2 separate regions of the Sus scrofa genome follow, and region 2 is linked to region 1. Evidence: chromatin contacts called from public Hi-C data. All regions are on one chromosome and are shown on one strand. Each heading gives the region's core, a stretch centred on a gene start, on an enhancer-like site or on the middle of the called end of the contact. The rest is flanking DNA. Distances are from core to core; before and after follow the strand shown. Region 1 holds the start of TPM3 (tropomyosin 3). Region 2 holds the start of ILF2 (interleukin enhancer-binding factor 2).

Region 1 (7,294 bases), core at 1,851-4,350:
TTTAAGCGTACAGGCAGTGGCAGTAAGCACATTCACACTGTTGTGCAACTATGTCTAAGGTACTTTTAATCTGAGATGAAATCAGAAGGTGTTGAAGGTAAAACAAGGGGAAAGAGGAGTTCAGCAGTGAGGACATGAGTCATAACACTCTTTTTCAGTTTTATTTTTTAATTTTTACTTTTTTGTCTTTATTTATTTATTTTTAGGGCCCCCCTCACAGCATATGCAAGTTCCTAGGCTAGAGATCAAATGGGAGCTGTAGCTGCTGGCCTATGCCACAGCCACAGCAATGCAGGGTCTGAGCCGCGGTCTGCAACTGACACCACAGCTCCTGGCAACACGGGATCCTTTTTAACCCAGTGAGCAAGGCCATGGATCTAACCCGTGTCCTCACAGATACCAGTTGGGTTCGTTACCGCTGAGCCATGACGGGAACTCCAACGCCCTTTTTTAAGGACAAGAGGTGGAAGGGATGGGGAGAAGAGGGACAGGATGGACAGATACACCTGTTGATGTATTGTTGGTCACTAGGAAAACAATAGCCCTGGGCCCCTTGCTGCCCATCCATCATGCTTTTAAAGGCCATTAGGAGTCAATCCACCTGTTTCCCTGGATCAAGAGAAGATTATCTGTTCAAATCTACCAGCCTCAGGAATGCAGTGGTGCTCTCAACACTCCTTTGGTTTGTCTAAAATGAGGTCTTCTGCTTTTTCACTAGGGCAAAGGGTGGGTGAGTGGGATGGAATAGTGGCCGCTGCTGATCAGTATGGAGAATGACCAAGTTTCATTTTTGTTTCCACAGTCCTTCTCATCAGATTTCTCCAAAGAGAGTTTTCGAAAAATTCTTAGGCCATCAGGGCAGAGTTTACTGAGGCTTTAAACACTGCTCTTTCTTTCCAATTCCTGGGAGAGGAAATCAAAATGTACAGGTTACTCTGTCAAGCAAATTACTTATTGTCTGAGTTGTTTCTGTTTCCTCTGGATAGTCTCAATGTTCAGTATTTCTAAATGGAGCTAGGAAGATAGAGCTGCTGGTGGGAGTAACTTCAGAACCAGGCAGCACCTGCCTTGCCTATCAGTCCTTTGAGGGTTAGGATTCTTCATTTTATTTATTTATCTATTTTTGCTTTTTAGGGCCGCACCCATGGCATAAGAAGTTCCCAGGCTGGGGGCTGAATTGGAGCTACAGTTGCTGACCTATAACACAGCCGCAGCAACATGGGATCTGAGCCACATCTGTGACCTACACTATAGGTCACCGCAACACCCGCTCCTCAACCCACTGAGTGAGGCCAGGGATCAAACCTGCATCCTCATGGATACCAGTCGGATTCATTTCCACTGCACCACAACGGGAACTCCAGGATTCTTAATTTTAGATCCTGTTCTACACTCTAATTCTCTAGAGGAAAAGAGAGCTGCACCACAGGAGAGATTTATTACTATTACTTACTGAGAAGGTGGGAGGAATACAAAGAAACAAGTGGGAAGAAAAAAATTCTAAAGTCTCTTTACTTCTGTGCTTCTAAAAATCCTACAGAAGCAGTTTCTAATTCATAAATGATGCCTTGGAGGACCTGGAAGCAGAAGTGGCAGTGAAATTGGTGAAAGTTATGACACAGAACGGAGGTTGGGTTCCACAGGACTATAGTTTTTCAGGTAGTCACATCTTGCTGTTGCACAAAGGATCTGGTAACAGTAGTCCCTAACAGAGGATACTTTCCTAATAAAATGGGGCATAAAATACCTTCCCCACCTACAAAAGGAATTGTAAAGTGATGATTAATTACCAGGTCCTGAATCATTCAAGGTCTGGAGAATCCGGCCGGTTGGTAAATCACTGGTGTCTACTGACTCTCAAAAGTAACAGGGAAAAAGACCAGTACTTTATGCTTTAACTTTTGCTTTTCAGGGCTGCACCTGTGGCATATGGAAGTTCCCAGGATAGGGGTCCAATCAGAGCTATAGCTGCCAGCCTTCGCCAGAGGCGCAACAGCACCCAGTCCCTGCCGTGTCTGTGACGGCAAGGCAGATCACTTAACCCACTGAGCGAGGCCAGGGATAGAACTCGCATCCTCACGGATACTAGTCGGATTAAGGATCCGACTAGGAGCCATGAGGAAAACTTAACACCTGTATTTTAAATAGAACACTTATGTTCAAAACTGATGCCAAACAGATGGAGTTCCCCTTGTGGCGCAGTGGTTAACGAATCCGACTAGGAACCATGAGGTTGTGGGTTCAGTCCCTGACCTTGCTCAGTGGGTTAAGGATCCAGCGTTGCCGAGAGCTGTGGTGTAGGTTTCAGACGCGGCTCGGATCCAGCGTTGCTGTGGTTCTGGCGTAGGCCGGCGGCTATAGCTCCGATTCGACCCCTAGCCTCGGAACCTCCATATGCTGTGAGACCGGCCCTAGAAAAGGCAAAAAGACAAAAACAAAAAACAAAACAAAAAAAAAACTTGATGCCAAATAGATAGCGTTGTCAACCTGCCCATCTCTTCATCCCCCATTAATCCCCTTCATCGACTTTTAGGAAATGGGAAAGAACCTACCTGAGCAGCCTTTGAAAGGAGACTGGATATCTGGGCTCTTTTGAAGATGAGGCACAGAAAGACCAGGTTTTTTCTTAGTACCTGTTTGGAAGCCTTTATGGGGTATATGGTGGAGAGGTACACAGGGTGCCCTAGCGGGTAAGTGGTGGTGGATCAGCTGGGTAAGTAGTGGCCGATCAGCTCTGGGGAAGTGAGGGGTCAACTGCGAGTGTGTAAGGGGCCTCACAGGCCAACCATTGTGGACAGCCAGCCCCGCGGCTGGAGAGGTTTAATCACCACGCGCCTTCCGGTTACCATGGTAGCCCTCCCTCTTTCCAACCCCGCCCCCCTTTGCCTGCTGGAGGAAAATGCTGGGAGCGGTCGCCCCGGGCGACTGAGCGGTCCCGCCCTTCGCTCCCCGCGGCTGGTCTCCCTCCAGTGGACAGCCTTCCCGCCTGCCTGGCGGTGGGAGGGCGCGGCGGTGGTGGCGTCACGTCCGGGCGGGTGGGCGAGTTCCGGTATTTCAGGGCGGAGCAGGCGGAAGTAGGGGTGAGAAGCGGCTGCAGCGCCGAGCGGAGAAGGCAGGAACCCGATTGCGAGCAGGAGCTGGGTGGGCACCATGGCTGGAATCACCACCATCGAGGCGGTGAAGCGCAAGATCCAGGTTCTGCAGCAGCAGGCCGATGATGCAGAGGAGAGGGCCGAGCGCCTCCAGCGGGAAGTGGAGGGGGAAAGGCGGGCCCGGGAACAGGTACGGAGAGGGCGAGGCGAGTGAGGGAATGGCAGGCGCTGGAGCAGATGGGACCCCGAACTAGGTCCCATATTTGCGAACGAGCACGGTCCTTAGAGGGCCAGCATACTTGGTGATGAAGTTGGAGCCCGGAGGTTGGGTGGGGCTCAGCTTCTTTGGACATCTAGCGGGTGAGGGGGGAACGGGGTGCTCGAGCGAACAGGCGTGACCTTTGAAGGAATTGAGCCTCGCGGGCCTGAGGAGTGGTTTTCCTCCTTTCTCCCAGCTCATTCATTCAGTCGCTCTGAGCCGGGCGCGGCCGGGGGAGGGGCTCAAGCGGCCTCTCCCTCCCCCACTTCCCCGTCGAGGGCGGGGGGGATTTTGCTCTCGTTGGGGTTTCCGGCCTCAAGGGTGAGAGTAGGTGGCTGCCTCTCCAGTCTGGGAGGGGCAGAGCCGAATTTAAGGTGAAAGGGTGGGGGTTGAGGGTGGGACCCGCCGGAAAGCCCCCAGCCTAGCCTGCTGGTAGCTTTTCCGCTCCCTCCTCCTGCTCAGGAAATGAGGCAGCAGTCGGCCGAGAGGAAGCGCGGTGCCCTCCCTGGAGGAGGTTGAGGCCACAGCACCGCCTCCCATCCTCCGGCCTGGGGCCCTTTCCTCTTACGGGGAGCCCTTGCAACTGCTGAACCCATTCTCTCTGTCGACGTGAAGAGGGAGGGGAGGAGATGGTACTTCACTCCTTCTGTTAGTGCAAATGTAGGTATCAACAAAAACTTGCCTAGCTTCCACGATGACCTGGAAGGCAGGAACTTATGCCAGATTCAGGCGTTTATTGCTGAAGTGTGAAGAGTGCTAGCTGACCAGGTTAAGAACACTTCGTCCAAGCAGAGCTGATAAGCGAGTGTATGTTGCAGAGAATCTGATGGGGTGCCAATTTCTGTCAAGGTTTCTAGTTCGCGTGGTTGATGGAGTCAAGATACCGAGTTCCAAATAATGAATTCCCGGGGGTCTCTAGTGATGTTACTCTGCTCCTTTCCCAATTATCCACTACAGTGTTTTGTTTTGTTTAAGTTCAGTAAATATTTGTTCTACTGAAAGATGGAACATAAAATGTTAATGAGCCGAGGGGTGATTCTTGAAACCACTTTCTGTTTAGAAGGGCGATTTGTTATAGTAGGCTATGAGCTTTTCAGGGTCTAGGGTGCAGTCTAGTAGGTGGAGCTGATATCTTGAGTTGAGGCTTTGGTTTTGGAGGATCTTGAGGCTGGAGAGGAAAGTAACAGTTGCTAAAATTTGAAGACCTGATGAAAGACCTCTTGTGGTGTATTGGTATTCCTGGTTCTTCCCGTTGGTAAGTTGTTGTTTGTTTTTTACTTTTTGGCTGCTTCTCTGGGGAGTGGCTGAGAATTAATGCTTTGGGGGAAAGAGGGGAGGCAGCTGCCTTCCAGGTTAATACTTAAGATTGTTAGAATATTCATTGCTTCATATAACTGGGCTTGGAAATGCTGGGATCTTGTCTTCCTCAGTCACCCACTTGTCAGTGGATTTTTCCTCCCAGTTTTGTCCACAGCTTCTGATTATCAACTCAAGTGAAGATGAACTGGCTGGGTGACTCTTTATGACAGCTGACACTTTCTCATCTCCTTTGTTCTAAAGACCAGATCCTGGTAAAAGGGAAGACGGAATGGCCTGAAGGAACTAGCCATGTTTTGAGCTCCAGAGTCTTAGGGTCAACACTTAAGCATGCACATCTTAGGACTAGTTCTAGGGTAGATGATGCCCCCTCCCCTCCCCAAGCCCTCAGGATTTGATTTTCCAGCTAGGATGTTCTCAGCCACTCTGTCTAGGATTTGGTCATTTTCTTTGCAGGAAAATTTAGCCCCCCCCCGGTGATTCTAGCCAAGTGAGCAGCCTCAGATGTTTCTTAAGCTTCTTCTCCCTTACTCAGAACCTGCCACATTTGTTTATCGAGCTTAGTGAGGTCTAGTGAGGAAGTCCTCAGATGGGGAAGTAGGGTGGTAGTTAAATATTTATGAAACCAGTTAGTATCTTCTCCCCCAGCTTGAGGGAGCCTAATCTTTTGACTTTCTGCTCTAGTGAACTTTGAATTCCTCCTGAGGGGACACCTGTGGGAAGGGAGGGGGTTGCTTGAACTACCTGTTATCCTCTTAGGGCATTTTGGAATGTGGGTTTTACTGGCTCCTCCTTCCTGGAGCTGGAAGCTCAGCACTCCCTGATGCTATCACATGCTCTTAGTGGAATTGTCACTTAATTGCTTTTCTCATTGCTTTGTGTGAACATCCAGCCCTTTTGGGGAAGCTGGGTGAGTCCAAAGCAGAGACCAAGTTGTTCTGGAATCCACAACTCTTTCCTGCTTTTGGCCTGGAGATTGACCTTTTATAATGTAGCACCTTGTAAAATCCACTTTCAATTTTGAATCTCCCTGTTGTCTTTTTTGTTAAACTGAAGAAAACTGCAACATGTTTAATGTAGTAGCTTGCCTTATCTGGAGTGGGGGTAGTAAAAATACACATGCCATAAAATTTACCACTTTGTTTTAAAGTGTAGGGTTCACCTTCTCTGCTTTTAATACCTGTCTTGTAACTTCCCTTGGTATTTCTTTTTCTGGTCTAAAAGATTTAGGAATACTATGGAGGGAGTGAGTGGGCTTTGTGAACAGCAGTTTCGATTGTGGCCTTATTCACAGATTCCTGGTCTGCAGGGGTGGGTGGTGGTGGTGGTGGTGGTGGTTAGAATGTCTGACTATTGTGTGGCTCTCTCCCATCCGTGGGGTCTGGTGGAATAAGCAACTGGCTTTATCACCTGTCTTTGGTTTAGATTTGTTTTCCTGCTGATTTCCTTTCTCTTGCCTTCATACTGGAGCACCTACTCATAGGGGAGAGGCAAATAGCCCTTTGCTCTGAGTGCCTCCGCTCAGACTCCACCTTTGTTTACTCTGGGACAGATAGCTCTGCTCCCTTCCAACTTGCCTCCCCCTGGACGAAATTTAAAGTGCCCAAGGACACAGTATCTGTCTAGATACATTTGTGAACACAATAAACCAGAGCAGTCCTTTACTCATAAGGCTTAAGCCTAACTTTTCCATTACTCTTTTCCTTTGAATTTCATCTGTGGCCTTTGTCTAAAAAGAGAAACCGCAGAGTGGCAGAATGCCAGATCTAGGCTAATCCCCTTCTGTCCTTGGCCCTGATGTACCTTTCAGCAGCAGTGCCCTGTTGGTTTTCTTGCCTTGATGGGTATGGTGTGCTCAGGGAGTCCCTTCAGAGTGGAAGATGGTAGAAAATCGTTTCATAGCTGAAGCTATTGTCAGCCATCTTCTGAAGTGACCTGAGCTGCTGCTGTGTTCCCTCACTCACCCTGGGATCTTTGCTTCTTGGGCAGCAGAGAAATCCTATTATTGCCTGAAGGAAAGACCTCAGTGTACCTCCAAGCTGGACAGAGGTGGGCGGGCTGAAAGATCAAAACCACATCTAAGGCATGCCAAACCTGGGATGATAGAACAGCGTAAAGTTAATGTTTCCCAGGGCCGTGTCTCCCATTCTCATTTGCAGAAGTTGGTCCCACTCAGTCTCTGGGTACAGCGTGATTGACCTGAAGGGGATAGGCATTGTACAGAGAGGTCCTGGCTGGAAGAAGTCAATAGGTGTCTTCCCTTGTTCCTTGAAACATTTAACAGATCTTGATTCTGCAAGCTTTTTGTTTCATTGTAAAGAGAACTGATCCTCTGTGGGAGGAGAAAAAAGGGAACAGTGACTGCCCTCCCCTGTTCCCCACCCTCCCCACAGGGTCTCCTGAGGCTTTTGCTGGAACTCCCATCCTGGATTCTGTTTTTGATGAGGCTCGTTCAATATATGCATGCTCTAGTTAGGGCACCAAGATGTGTTTTCTCCTCCTCCCTTTTCAGCCTTGCGAAGAATTCTATTGTAAATGCTGATTTGTGGGAGAAACTGCCCGAGCCAGCTTGTTGTCATGGAAACTGTACACCCCCGCCCCCATAGCCTGTTATCTTCTACTTCAT
Region 2 (7,294 bases), core at 2,746-5,245, 430 kb after region 1:
GGCCTTGCTCAGTGGGTTAAGGATCCGGCGTTGCCGTGAGCTGTGGTGTGGGTCACAGATGCGGCTCAGATCCTGCGTTGCTGTGGCTCTGGAGTAGGCCGGCAGCTGCAGCTCCGATTGGACCCCTAGCCTGGGAACCTCCACATGCTGCGGGAGCAGCCCTAGAAATGGCAAAAAGACAAAATAAATAAATAAATAAATAAAAATCAAAGAACTTGAAAGACAATGAGAGCAGGAAAGGACAGGAAAGCAGGAGACCAGAAGTAGGAGGGCTTTTACCCCAGAGTCATTTGCTGATCCAGAATTGGTGGCAGGAAATAGAATGTGTTGGGCAAGTACGACAAAAGTTGGAATCTAAATGGCCCCAAAGGTGATAAACCACCTTTCCTATTTTGGGTTAGGATCCTGAAAGTCTGCACACATAGGGGAAACCCAGGAGGAGGGAAAACCAGAAGTAAACAGAAATTTGCCAAAGCCGAAACTAAGACCCAATCAATGGTTTAACAGCAAGTTAGACTCTACTAAGGAATAAGTAATGAATTGGAAAACAAGAACAAGAAACTGCTCAGAATGAAGCATGGATAAAGAGGAATAAAAAAAATAAAAGAGGGGATTGGAGATATAAAGGCTATCATGAGAAAGTCTGACACTATTTGGTGACCTGAAGGGAGGGAAATAATAAGGTAGAAGCAATATTTTAAAAGCTAATGGCGGAGTTTCCCGTCGTGGCGCAGTGGTTAACGAATCCGACTAGGAACCATGAGGGTGTGGGTTTGATCCCTGGCCTTACTCAGTGGGTTAAGGATCTGGCGTTGCTGTGAGCTGTGGTGTAGGTCGCAGACGTGGCTTGGATCCTGCGTTGCTGTGGCTCTGGCGTAGGCCTGTGGCTACAGCACCGATTCGACCCCTAGCCTGGGAACCTCCATGTGCCATGATGAGAGTGGCCCAAGAAATGGAAAAAAGACAAAAAAATTAAAATAAATAAATAAATAAATAAAAGCTAATGGCTAAGAAACATAAAAAAAGAAAAAAAGAAGGAGTTCCCCTCGTGGCTCAGCAGAAATGAATCTGACTAGTATCCATGAACACGAAGGTTTGATCCCTGGCTTCGCTCAGTGGGTTAAGGATCTGGTGTTGTTGCCTTAAGCTTTGGTGCAGACGCTCCTCAGATCTGGCATTGCTATGGCTGTGGTGTAGGCCAGCAGCTACAGCTCTGATTGGACCCCTAGCCTGTGAAGCTCCATATGCCCATGGGTATGGGTCTAAAAAGACAAAAAAAAAAAAAAAAAAAAAAAGAAAGAAAAAGAAAAAGAGGATTGATGACCTTCAAAGGAGCAACCATTTGTTCAACATTTTTTTTTCACAGCAAAAATGGAAACCATACACAGTAAAATAATATTGTAAATGTACTAGATGAAAAATAACTTCCAATCCAGAATTCCATATCCAGAGAAAATGTCCTTCAAAAACAAAGGTAAAACAAAGATGTATTCAGAAAAAACAAAACGAAGATGGCCACCAGCAGAAGGGTACTAATTCTAAAGCAGAAGGAATATTCCAGATAAATGTTGGGGATACAGGAGGGAATAAAGAGCATTAAAAACTGGTAGACTTCAGCCTGGCAGCTACAGCTCTGATTGGACCCTTAGCCTGGGGTGCTCCAAATGCCGTGGGTGCAGCCCTAAAAAGTCAGAAAAAACAAAACAGGAGTTCCCATCATGGCTCAGTGGTTAACGAATATGACTAGGAACCATGAGGTTGCGGGTTTGATCCCTGGCCTCGCTCAGCGGATTGAGGATCCGGCGTTGCCGCCGTATGTCGGTCGCAGACATAGCTCGGATCCCACATTGCTGTGGCTGTGGCTGTGACTGGCAGCTATAGCTCTGATTCAACCCCTAGCCCGGGAACCGCCATATGCTGCGGGTGTGGCCTTAGAAAAGACAAAACAAAGAGACAAACACACACAAAAAAACCTTAAAAATAAAACAAACTGGCACACCTCAATGACCGTTAGTTTAATTAATAAGTAAGGCTAAGGGTCAAGTCGGAGCTACAGCTGCCAGCTTGCGCCACAGCCACGTGGGATCTGAGTCATGTCTGCAACCCACACCACAGCTCTCAGAAACACAGGAGCTAACTGACTGAGCGGAGCCAGGGGTCCAAAACCCACATTCTCATGTTTACTGGTTGGATTTATTTCCACTGAGCCACAACCGGAAGCCCAAGTATTAATATCTAGTGGGACTGAATATATATGCAATTTAAATTTTGTAAACATATACAGCTACACTTACCCCTCTGCAATGAAGAGGAACAATTGCATCTACTGCAAGAATCTTGTACAAAAATGATCATAGCGGCTTTATTCATAATGTCTCCAAACTGGAAACGACCCAGATGTGTTTGCCGGTGGCTCAGCCTGTTGGAGGTCTGAACTCATCAACAGAAGAATGGATAAACAAACAGTGGAATATTTATGCAATGGAATGCTACTCATAAATAAAAAGGAGGAGTGGTTAAGGATCCCACATTGACACTCCTGTCAGTCTCGTCACTGCTGCGGCTTGGGTTTAATCCCTGGCCTGGGAACTTCCGCATGCCCTGTGGGGCTAAAATAAATAAACAAGTAAAAAGGAACAAATTGCTGATAAATGCAGAAACATGGAAAAATTTTGAAATGTGCCAAGCAAAAGAAGCCAGAGGAAAAAGAACACATAGGCTGTGAGTCCATTTATGTGAAGAGCAGACGAAACCAATCTACAATAAGAGAAATTGGAATAGTGTTTGCCTCCAGGGGGAGAGCAAAGGCGTATAAGCCAAATTTGTCAGGTGCTAAAAATATTCTTTATGTTAATCTATGCGGTGATTACAAGGGCAGAATACATTATTCAAAAATATTGGAGCTGTAGATTTAAGATCTGTGCATTTTGCTGTAGTAAATAATACGTCAATGTAATACTTAAAAGTTACACAATAGTATATATAATTCTAGAGTCAGTGTGGTAAATTGAATTAAATTACTCCTGCATTTTTCACGAGGAGGGTAAAATTAGACTCTGCCCTTTCAAGGAGGCACGAAATTTTTAGGGTAACCACTGAGGGAGCAGAAAAAGTGCGTAACTTTCTATTGACAGAGGCAGGGAAGGAATAATAAATATTAGTCAGTGAAAAAGAAGGCAAGAAGAGGGAGAAACAGGACAAAGAGCAACTTGTAATATGATTGATTTAAATGCAACAGCAGTTTATCCTTATATGTGGCTGTGAAGCTTCGTTTAAGAGTAAAATCCACCAGGGAGGTTGCCGAGTGAGGAAAGGAGAAATGAGGGGATACTGGGCAAGAGGGATGGGTCTGGTCTTTTTCTCCAGTCATTTCCGTTGTTCTCTTCATCTGAACTCTCTTTCCTGAGGCTGTCTCAGTTTGCCTTCTAGCCCCTCCACATCAGTATTTCTCCTCTCCGATTCAATTATTATATTCAAATCCGCTTCTCCTGCCTCAAGTTTCTAGTCTCTGTGAACTACATCCAGACGTGTAGTCATAGTTGCCTAAGTCCCTTCCTATTCCATTTCGCCTGCTTGCGCCATTTGCCTGCTTTTGGCAAAAATTAGCTTCTAAGGAGGAAAACATAGGAGTGCGGTATTTACATCTACTAGAAAAACAAGAGTTTCTGTCCTGGAGTGGGAAGGAGGGGGGAAAAGAAAGAAAAGCTCTCCTAGCAGAGGATGGTTTCGATCCATCGACCTCTGGGTTATGGGCCCAGCACGCTTCCGCTGCGCCACTCTGCTAGCTCGGCAAGATATTTTTCAAAAATCGTATAGAAAGTTCTCTGAGTGTTAGCCAACCTGATTGCTCTACACCATGCCCCCTGGTGTCCGTAAAAAAAAGTCTTTCCTGTCAAGTCCTTTCTTATTGGCTGGTCCCTGACATAGTAGGGGCTTTTTATTGGTTCATAAACCCGGTTTGCTGAAGTGAACCAATAGGCATAAGTGGTGCAGAACGGCGGGAGCCAATCACGCCGGGGTTTGTTGGCATACGCCGGCAAGCCGCCTCTCCAGTTGAGGGCTTCTCGGAGGAAAGGGGCGGTTGGTGTGGCCTCCATTGTTCGGACTTTGGGACGCCATGAGGTAAGGGTCGTGGGGTGCTCTGGAAGGGTTTCGAGTATTCGACCAAAAACTTTGGGTACGCGGGCTGAAAGGACTCGGAGGTCTTGAAGGGCCGTGTATCTGGGGGCTGCACGGAAATCTGAGAACTCCCGCTTGGGAGCGTGGGGGAAGTCGGGGGCCGCGGAGGCGGGGAAACGTGGGCCAGGGATGGGGGTGGGGCCCAGGCAAGGGGAAGCGGGAGCGGGGGCGGTTAGATGAGGGGCTGTCCTCACCTCCCAGGAGGACCACCTCCCCACCCCGACCACCATCTAGACTGAGAAGGCTTGAACGTGCCTCGTTCATACTCCAGGCTAAGTGCTTGACGTATAGGGTTGCCGTTAGATGCTTTTACTAGTTACGAATAAATGAGCAATCTCGTTAGTCTCTGAAGTATTAGGGCTGGCGCGCCCCGGGAATTATGGGGCATTTCTTGTAGGGCTCACTGAACCTCGTCAGTATTTGATGTGATTAAATTACCCAGAAGGAGGCGGTCTTGGGGGTTGAGGCTGGGCGCTTGGGACGGATGGAGAGCAAGTGTTGTCAGTGGGAATGGGATCTCTTAGCTTCCAAACGGAAGTTCACGGAGATGGCGGTAAGCGAACTTGAAATCATATGGCCGGTATGGTGGAGGTCGTTTCAACGCGGTGAGAACCAAGTTAAAAATGTATTTATGCATTTCTAGGGGGGACAGAGGCCGTGGTCGTGGCGGGCGCTTTGGTTCCAGAGGAGGCCCAGGAGGAGGGTGAGTGCCAGTTTTTAGCATCTCTGCACACTTAGTTTCCATTTCAGTCACCTAAATGGGGTGTTTGGAGCGGACTAATCTTACCTGCTTTTGTGAGCTCCAGCTGTGGTTTAGAAGCATTCTTTCCGTGCTCTCCTAAATGAGAGTTCTGGCCCCTTTATGCTAAAACCACTTGATTTCTGTGGTGAATAATTTGACTTGTTTTTCATTTTTTAGGTTCAGGCCGTTTGTGCCACATATCCCATTTGATTTCTATTTGGTGAGTACCTTGACCGCAGTTCACTTGTTTCCTGGAGCCTAGGGTCTCCCTGTTAATAAAGTCAAATGGTGGTTGGAGTAGGAAAGGGGGTTAGTGAGTGGGATTGGGTTTTGAGTCAGCCTGTATTGCTTTACATACAAAAGCAGTGTAAACTGGGTGGGGAACATAGTTCCTTGACTACAGTTGGTAGTAACAGGATTAGAATCTTTGTTTTGAACAGTTAATTGTATCTTTGGTTTATCTGTTAATGTAACGGTAGTGAGAGCTTAAATTATGGCTCTTCTAGTTTCTATGCTTGTTTAAATATTTTATGGAGTTAAAAATAAGTGTTTTAGAATTTTCTCTTTTCAACTTTTTTTTGTTTTGTGGCAACAGGAAAAAACAATCTTTATTTTATGTTATTTTTGGTGGGTAGTATAAAATTGTTTATTTCTGGTTTAGTGTGAAATGGCCTTTCCTCGGGTCAAGCCAGCACCTGATGAAACTTCCTTCAGTGAGGCCTTACTGAAGAGGAATCAGGACCTGGCTCCTAATTCAGCTGAGCAGGTATATTCTGTTAGTTTTCCTCCTGAGATTTCACGAATGAAGTAGAGAAGTAAATAACTACTGGTGCCGTTACACTTATCAGAGCCTGCCCTCCCCAGAGGGTTTAATTGTTCTCCTTATTTCTCACTGTGGGTGGAGGGAGAGCACCAGGGATGATATAAACAAATTATGTGTGCATTTATATTTTTACTGGGGCATCTATCTTTGGATCAAAGTTTTCTCTTCTGGCATATTCAAAGCCAGAAGGGTCCAGAGTGTTTTCAGAGTCCGTTGTAGGTACTGATTGAGCCTGTATTGCAGGGATTAGGGGAAAACATTCAAACTTGATGAGAAGTTGCTTATCATGTTTCACCTTTATGGTATTTTTGTTTCCTGCTGTTTTCAGGCCTCTATCCTTTCTTTGGTGACAAAAATAAATAATGTGATTGACAACTTGATCGTGGCTCCAGGGACATTTGAAGTGGTGAGGTTTTGATGATTTAGTCCTAGGGAAGGGTGGCCTTGGTAGTGTGGAAGTTGCCTTGCTTGGCTCTAAGGTTTTTCTTCTGAAATTCTCTCTCCAACAGCAAATCGAAGAAGTCCGACAAGTTGGATCATATAAAAAGGGAACGATGACTACAGGACACAATGTGGCTGACCTGGTGGTAATCCTAAAGATTTTGCCAACACGTGAGTGTGCCTTTCCCTGGCCTTGGAAACAGAACATATTTGGGTTTGAGGTATAGGGATCTTTAAAGCCCATGTATCTTGTGTGAAAGGCTGTTTAGAAGACAGGTGGGAAATATATTTATTTTGGCGGGTGGGAAAATTTTTTTAATGTGTCGTATCTGAAAAAAAGTATGGCCAGTTACCAAAGGGCAGTGTGTCTCAACTGAGGGTGGTTTTGTTCCCCCATTTGGCAGCGCCTGGAGGTGTTTGGGGGCTAATGTTTTTGGGTAGAGCTCAGGGTCACCTCTAAGCATTCTACAGTGCACAAGACAGACCCTCCCTTCCAACCCCAAACAAAGAATTATCTAAGCCAAGAGGGCATTAGTGCCACTGCAGAAAAAGATGTGTGTGCTGGAGGGGATGTCCTATTCCCTGAGCCTTCCAGTTTCTCTGTCCAGGTGTTAACTTTCCCTTGTTCCAGCAGAAGTAGGGTGCAGGGTAGCTTAGAGATGTATGGATGAAAAGTCTACACAAATAACTGCAATATTAATTATCTTTTCTCTTGATCTAGTGGAAGCCGTTGCTGCTCTTGGGAACAAAGTCGTGGAGAGCTTGAGAGCACAGGATCCTGCTGAAGGTTTGAGTTTGTTGCTAAACATGTAATTTAGTGGTCACAGGAACCAGGTCTGTAATTATAAGTACATTTTAACAGAGTCAGATCAGGCTAGAAGGAAGAGTGAATGAATGCAGAGTTTTTTGTTGGGGAAGTTTTTGGCAGAGATCTCCAAATGTTCAAAATCCAGTAGATCTCTTACCTAACTTTTAAAATCCTGTATTCTTGGCATTCTCTTGTGGTGCAGCTGGTTATAAAGATCTGGTATTCTCACTGGCCACTGTGGCATGGGTTCAATCCCTAGCCTGTTCGCCTTCTGAACTGTTGCTGTATTTAAAAACCTGTC

Evidence for each region. A called contact is a pair of places that touch in the nucleus more often than the background predicts.
Region 2: a Hi-C map of embryonic fibroblasts shows a contact between it and region 1, with 2.7 times the contacts expected there. The contact joins the promoter of ILF2 here to the promoter of TPM3 in region 1. A contact is called at or near these places in 3 of 5 promoter capture datasets (fetal liver, fetal skeletal muscle and liver), 2 of 47 Hi-C or Micro-C datasets (embryonic fibroblasts and liver) and 1 of 2 datasets of contacts at active chromatin or transcription factors (alveolar macrophages).

What each region holds. Positions count from the first base shown.
Region 1 is chr4:95,546,727-95,554,020 of Sscrofa11.1, forward strand. It overlaps TPM3 (tropomyosin 3), which reads left to right and starts at 3,101. Exons shown (of 8, transcript NM_001001632.1): 1 at 3,101-3,282. The coding sequence starts at 3,151.
Region 2 is chr4:95,976,867-95,984,160 of Sscrofa11.1, forward strand. It overlaps ILF2 (interleukin enhancer-binding factor 2), which reads left to right and starts at 3,996. Exons shown (of 14, transcript XM_005663409.3): 1 at 3,996-4,122; 2 at 4,823-4,882; 3 at 5,099-5,141; 4 at 5,583-5,687; 5 at 6,073-6,150; 6 at 6,254-6,356; 7 at 6,907-6,972. The coding sequence starts at 4,118. TRNAM-CAU (a tRNA gene) reads right to left here and starts at 3,783; the gene lies at 3,712-3,783.